Linked DNA regions of Ovis aries: region 1 is linked to region 2. Evidence: chromatin contacts called from public Hi-C data. All regions are on one chromosome and are shown on one strand. Each heading gives the region's core, a stretch centred on a gene start, on an enhancer-like site or on the middle of the called end of the contact. The rest is flanking DNA. Distances are from core to core; before and after follow the strand shown. Region 1 holds the start of DDX6 (DEAD-box helicase 6). Region 2 has its middle 12 kb from the start of TREH.

Evidence for each region. A called contact is a pair of places that touch in the nucleus more often than the background predicts.
Region 1: a contact with region 2 is called in a Hi-C map of hypothalamus, with 4 times the contacts expected there. The contact joins the promoter of DDX6 here to the enhancer-like site in region 2. A contact is called at or near these places in 3 of 16 Hi-C or Micro-C datasets (blood, hypothalamus and muscle).

Annotation. Positions count from the first base shown.
Region 1 is chr15:29,128,074-29,130,773 of ARS-UI_Ramb_v3.0, reverse strand. It overlaps DDX6 (DEAD-box helicase 6), which reads left to right and starts at 1,400. Exons shown (of 15, transcript XM_042232709.1): 1 at 1,400-1,602; 2 at 1,816-2,004.
Region 2 is chr15:29,068,211-29,070,910 of ARS-UI_Ramb_v3.0, reverse strand. No RefSeq gene overlaps it. Among named protein-coding and RNA genes, the nearest start is that of TREH, 12 kb to the right of the region's middle. Within about 2 kb of position 1,305, at least 7 of the 54 cell types and tissues checked have an H3K27ac peak or open chromatin away from gene starts, as enhancers often do.

The sequences.
Region 1 (2,700 bases), core at 151-2,650, 60 kb before region 2:
CTTGGTTGCCTTCTACCCTTTGGTTTTCATCATGACCTGAGCCAGGGCCCCTTTGAAGGTAAGAAATTTATGTGGGAATACAAACCCCTTTCCTTTGGCTGGTCTCATTTTTTGAGAGGTCTAGGGAAAGAGACCGGAGTAGGCTGTGGCCTGTTTTAAATCCCTAGGCTCCTCTCCCTCCTACTCACTTCTTGTCCTCCTCCACTTCACATTCCTGCTACATGGCAAGACAGTGGGGCCTCAGACCTCAACATTTTATTAAACAACCACTTAGCCATTCTCTCTCCGGTGTGGACACAAGATGCTGGTTATTTCCTTTAAATGAGTGGGTTTTTTAAAAGCTGGGTGGGCGACCACATGTTACAAATTCAGAATTAAAAAAAAAAAAAAAACTGTTAAAGGTCCGTTAAAAAAAAAATCTCAAGAACAGCCTTTTAACATTTCTTTAACACCTCTTTTTCGGCTGTGTGGAAATAAAAATGACCACCAATGAGAACAAGTTATTTACTCAAAGCTTGCTACAGTGAGAGCCAGCCACCTTCACTTAGCTGGGGACTCAAACGCCGACAGTTAAAAATAAAGGGGCGGATGGGGATGGGTGAAGGCTTCAGGGTTTGCTCTGATTGGAGGTTAACTCGGGGAAAGCTGGAGGCGGGCTAACTAGAAGCGGGGAGTCTAACGTGATTGGTTTAGGGGAACATATTTGGCTTTCTCTAATTGGTCCAGAGTTGGAAACACAGGCAAAAAGTAGGGAAGCTGGCAGTCAATGACCGAATCTGGCTCATTCTGAGCTGATCACTGCAGAGGTTGTGGTTTGGCTTCGCGTGTTGGTTGCAGCAGAGGTTGTGGGTCGGAGTTCTGTTGTCAACCTATGGTCTGGTCATTGCCTGGTATATTGTCTCTCAGTTGAGAGTGAGACCCAGGTTTTTATTATTCCTTTAACCTAGCCAACTTGCTAGCTTCCGATTTTTGTTTTACCTGGAACAAGATTGCATTCCTGTTATTTCGGTTAAGGATAAACGGAGACATTAGAATATGAAAAGTAATTATGGGAACAAATACATAAATATCTTTCTGATGAGGGTCGGGCTGGGGAAAGAATTACGCTTGGTCTTCTAGTTCATTTCCGTACAGAACTCCTATTCCCATCATAACTGACTCTAGCAGCGTTTCCTTCCTTCTGGGGAGGCTCGGCCTCCCTGGTTCCCTCTCTTTGAGGATTGCCCTTTAGTGCTGAGAAAGCGGGGATCGCTGCTCTAGTCTCCCACTTCCCTCTCCGAGGCTCGCTTTCTGGGTTCCTGCCCCGGTCGCACCCCAGCTACCCAGCACCCCACCCTCGCCCAACTTTCCCACAGCCTTCTCCACCCCTGCCCCCGCCCGCCCGCGCACAGCGCCCCCTGGCCCCCGCCCCGCGCTCTCCCCGGGGTTCTCCCTGCTGCACCCGTCCCGGCAGGTCCCCCTTCCTGTCCCCACACCCGGGTGCGTGCTGGCGCCTCCGGACCACTGGTTCCGCGCGTTCCTGGATGGAGGCGCGCCCCGCAGGGGCTCGGACGCGGCCCCCTTGGACCTGCAGCAGCCTCCCTGGCCCGCGAGAGATGTCAGGTCAGCTGTCTCGTCCCCGAATCGCTACCGGGTCCTTGGTCAGGAATAAGCAGATCCTCCTCGGGTCCCAAGCCCTCGACTTCCACTTTGGGGGGGGGGGGTACTCTTCCCACCCACCATTCCCGGATCATTTCTCCTTAGCTGTGGAAAAGGCAGTTCTCCTTTCTCTTTGAAGGGATCCATATTTCCCTTTCAACTTCCCCTCCATTTCAGCCCCCGCAGACTCCCCGTCGGTGGAAAAACACTGCCCTCCATTTTCTCCTGAGGAAGGCTCCTCGGCCCGGATTTCTCCTGACGCGAAGCAACGGAGGCCGAGGAGCCGCGACGGGTGCAGCAGCGGCAGCTGGGCGCTCGCCATCTTGCGCGGAGGAGGAGCCGCGGCGGCCGCCATGCGGAGAACGGGTGGGGGGGCAGTCGGCGACGGAGGGGGCGGGGGAGCCGAGTTAGCTCAGTCCGGGCGGCGGCTTCGGCGGCGCCTTGAGAGCGGGCAGCGGCGGAGGTAGGGCTGGCCGGCCGGGGAAGCGAGCGGGCGGGCGAAGGCAGGCCGGCCTGAGCGGCCCCCCGAGCGGGGGCGGGGCGGGGGCGGGAGGAGGCCGAAGCGAGGGGCCGGGTGGGGGCGGGCGGAGGTTTCCGAGGAGGAAGGAGCCGCCGCCATTTTGGGAGCTTCGAGTCAACAATAAAGGACCGAGGGTGCCGAGCGGGAGTGGCCTCGGTGGTAGGACTCGGGCCTGAGCCGCGGGGAGAGGGGTGAGGTGGAGGGGTGGCGGTCTGCCGTGTCGCAGGGGCTGCAGGAAGCCCCCAGGCTGGCGTGGGGGGCGCTCTGAGGCGGAGGCCTGAGGCCTGGCCGGGCCTTGGGGAGGAAGGCGGGCGGCGGGCGCCAGCTGTGGGGTGGGGACGCCGGGAGGAGTAGCATAGAGCAGTGTTGTGCCCGGCGGGGTCCGGAGGAAGAGCGGGAGAATTCCTCAGAGGAGCTTTGTGGGTGACGAGGGAGGGTGGGACCGTAGGGGGCGGCAAGGACTTAGGGAGATGGTGGAGGTTATAGGGTACGAGGCGGCCCTATAGGGGGCGGCAGGGATATGCTGTAGCGGAGGGCTCAGT
Region 2 (2,700 bases), core at 56-2,555:
GGCTCAGGTTGCCTTCTTCCTACTCCTCACTTACACACAGGCTTGCACTTCTAGAGGTACAGTCAGAATTTGGGACATCGAGACATTTAAAAATTGGAATATTTCATGTAAAATATGGATCTCCATCTTATGATCTTATGTTGATAAATTGGAAGATCTAGCAAACCAGGACCCCACATTCCCCTACACTAGCCAGCAGCAGAGACCCCAGTTACACAGGAATGTGTTTCCTGGGGACTTCCCTGGTGGTCCAGCGGTTAAGAATTCGCCTTGCAATGCAGGGGACACAGGTTCGATTCCTGGTTGGGGAACTAAGATCCCAGCTGCCACAGAGCAACTAAGCCAGCACACTGCAACTGCTGAGCCCGCGTGCCATAACTAGAGATTCTGGGCACTACAGTGAAAGACCCTGCATGATGCAAAGATTTCGAGTGCCACCGCTAAGACCATCGCAGCCAAAGTAATTAATTAATTAATCAAATTTAAAAAAGGAATGTGCTTTCTGGTCACCCCAGCCCCACCAAGCATCTTGCCCCTTGCATAGTTAGAGTTCCTTAGTCTCAACTACATCCCATAATTGTGTCCCGGAATTTGAGTCTGCAACCCCTTGTGGCTAGCAAAGCCTTCAGGTGATACACAGATGACCTAGAATGGCAGTGAGCCACTCAGGAGCCCACAGCCTTGAATGGCTTCAATCAGGGGCTCCTGGGGCCCAGTTCTGCTTGAAATCCTCTCTCATGGAGATTTACAAACATTGCTAATACCCTTAATTACAGAGCCTGGGCGGGAGAAAGGGTGTGTGGCTTGAGTGGATCACCTGGGAGCCTGTGAATTTTGCTAATACTGGGCAGTGGCCCTGGAACGCCAGGCCAGGCAGGGAGACGGCCAGTCCTCTGGGCACTGTGAGAGTCCCTGTTCTCATGGGGAGAGGAAGCCGCCACAGTGGTTGAGGTGAGAACAAGAGGTTGGGCACCCTGGGTGGACAAAGGCAGCCGCAGACAGCTGCCGCAGGCTGGTGCCAGGCCCAGATGCGCCCTCCACACCCTTTCTGCAAAAATTGCTGTCATGTGCAGAAATGCAGAAACGCGCCAAGTCTGAGGGCACTCAGGAGTGCCCCCACCACGTGTGCGCAGTCTCAGCCCCAGCCCCAACCATGTACATCTTTCAGGCAGCTGAGGATTTTAAAAAAGACGTGTTTTGATCTACAGGTGGCTGTGGTTTGAGCAGGTGGGGGAGGGGACTTGAGGCTCCCTTGTCTCGCTCCAGGCCTTGCTCTGGGAGGAGGGGCAGTGCTGCGTTGCACAGACTGGTGGCTGAACTACAAAGAAGCTAGTGCCAGGGTGTTCTGCCCCCCTCCTCTCCTCCTACCAGAGTGCAGCCCCTGCCCCCAGTCTCAGTGGTGTCCTGCCTGCACCCATGGTCCTCTGGGGCCTCTCCTGCCCCAGGTATGGCCCAGAGCAGGGCCTGGCCCAGGATGCATGAGCATCCAGGTCGATGTGATCCAGCCCCCAGAGCACAGATTAGCACCCCTTTCCTGGGAGCCCAGGCACACAGTAACATGATCTGAGAGGAGGAGCTAAGTCACCAGCGCTCCTGGAGCCAGGAGGGGCCTGGCACTGGGGCTCTAGGCCCTCCTAGAACTATCAGGTCATCGTCTGAGAGGTGGGACTCAGTCTCCCACCCTCCTGCCTAGAGAAGTCTTGACACTCAAACCGGAGTGAACACACAACAGATTGAGAGGCTGGCCAGGTGGGTCCTCACCTGGGGCCCGTAAGGGACTTCATAGCGATGCTGAACATAGCTCTTCTCCTGGAGTTCACGGAGATGCTCCTGTTCTTAACCCCAAAATCCAGCTCTAGGGACTTCCTTGGTGGTCCAGTGGCTAAGACTGACCCATGCAGGATCCCAGTACAGGAGGCCCAGGTTTGACCCCTGGTCAGGGAACTAGATCCCAAATGCCACAACTAAGAGTTCGCATGCTCCAACGAAAGAGTCCACATGTCACATCTAAGACCCAGCACAGCCGAAAAAAAAAAAAGTCCAGCTCTAAGGCCAAGGTGTAAATGTGGTCCCTGGACTGGAGCTGGGATGGGCTCCATCTCAGCCCAGACGCCCTGCCCCAGCCCCGCCCTGGGAGGTCTCAGGAAGGGGGTTGTGGGGCAGCATGGGGAGGGGTGCCCATGTGGGTGCAGGAAGTCAGTTCTGCAGCATGCCCTTCATCGTCTCGGGCACCTCAGAGAGGAGCAGAGCCTCCATCACCCAAGGAGTCCCTGGGGGAGGAGAGCTCAGGCATCACCCATTGCCACCCTCTGTCCTGCATACCCGGGCCACATCAGGGCGCCCACCCCATTCACCGGGTTAACCCCTCATTCACCCCTGCAGTCCCCGGCCATTTGCCACTAGTGGAACTCCACAAAGTGCCCACCAGGCACAATGAAACGGTGTCTTGAGTAGGTCAGCAAGAACTGCTCGGGGTGGCTGAAGACCTCTGGCTTCACCTGGAGTCAGAAGAGAGGACACAGGCACCCTGGGCCCATGTGGAGCGGAGGCTGGAGGCCCTGCAGCCTGGGCTTGGGCTCTGGGTCTGGCGCTGCTCGACCGTGTGGTCTTGGTCCAGGCCTGGGCCATGGGGAGTCTGGTCTGCTGGCTCCCATGTGGCGGCCTCTAGAATCCCAGCAAAGGCAATGGTGTGCAGGAGCC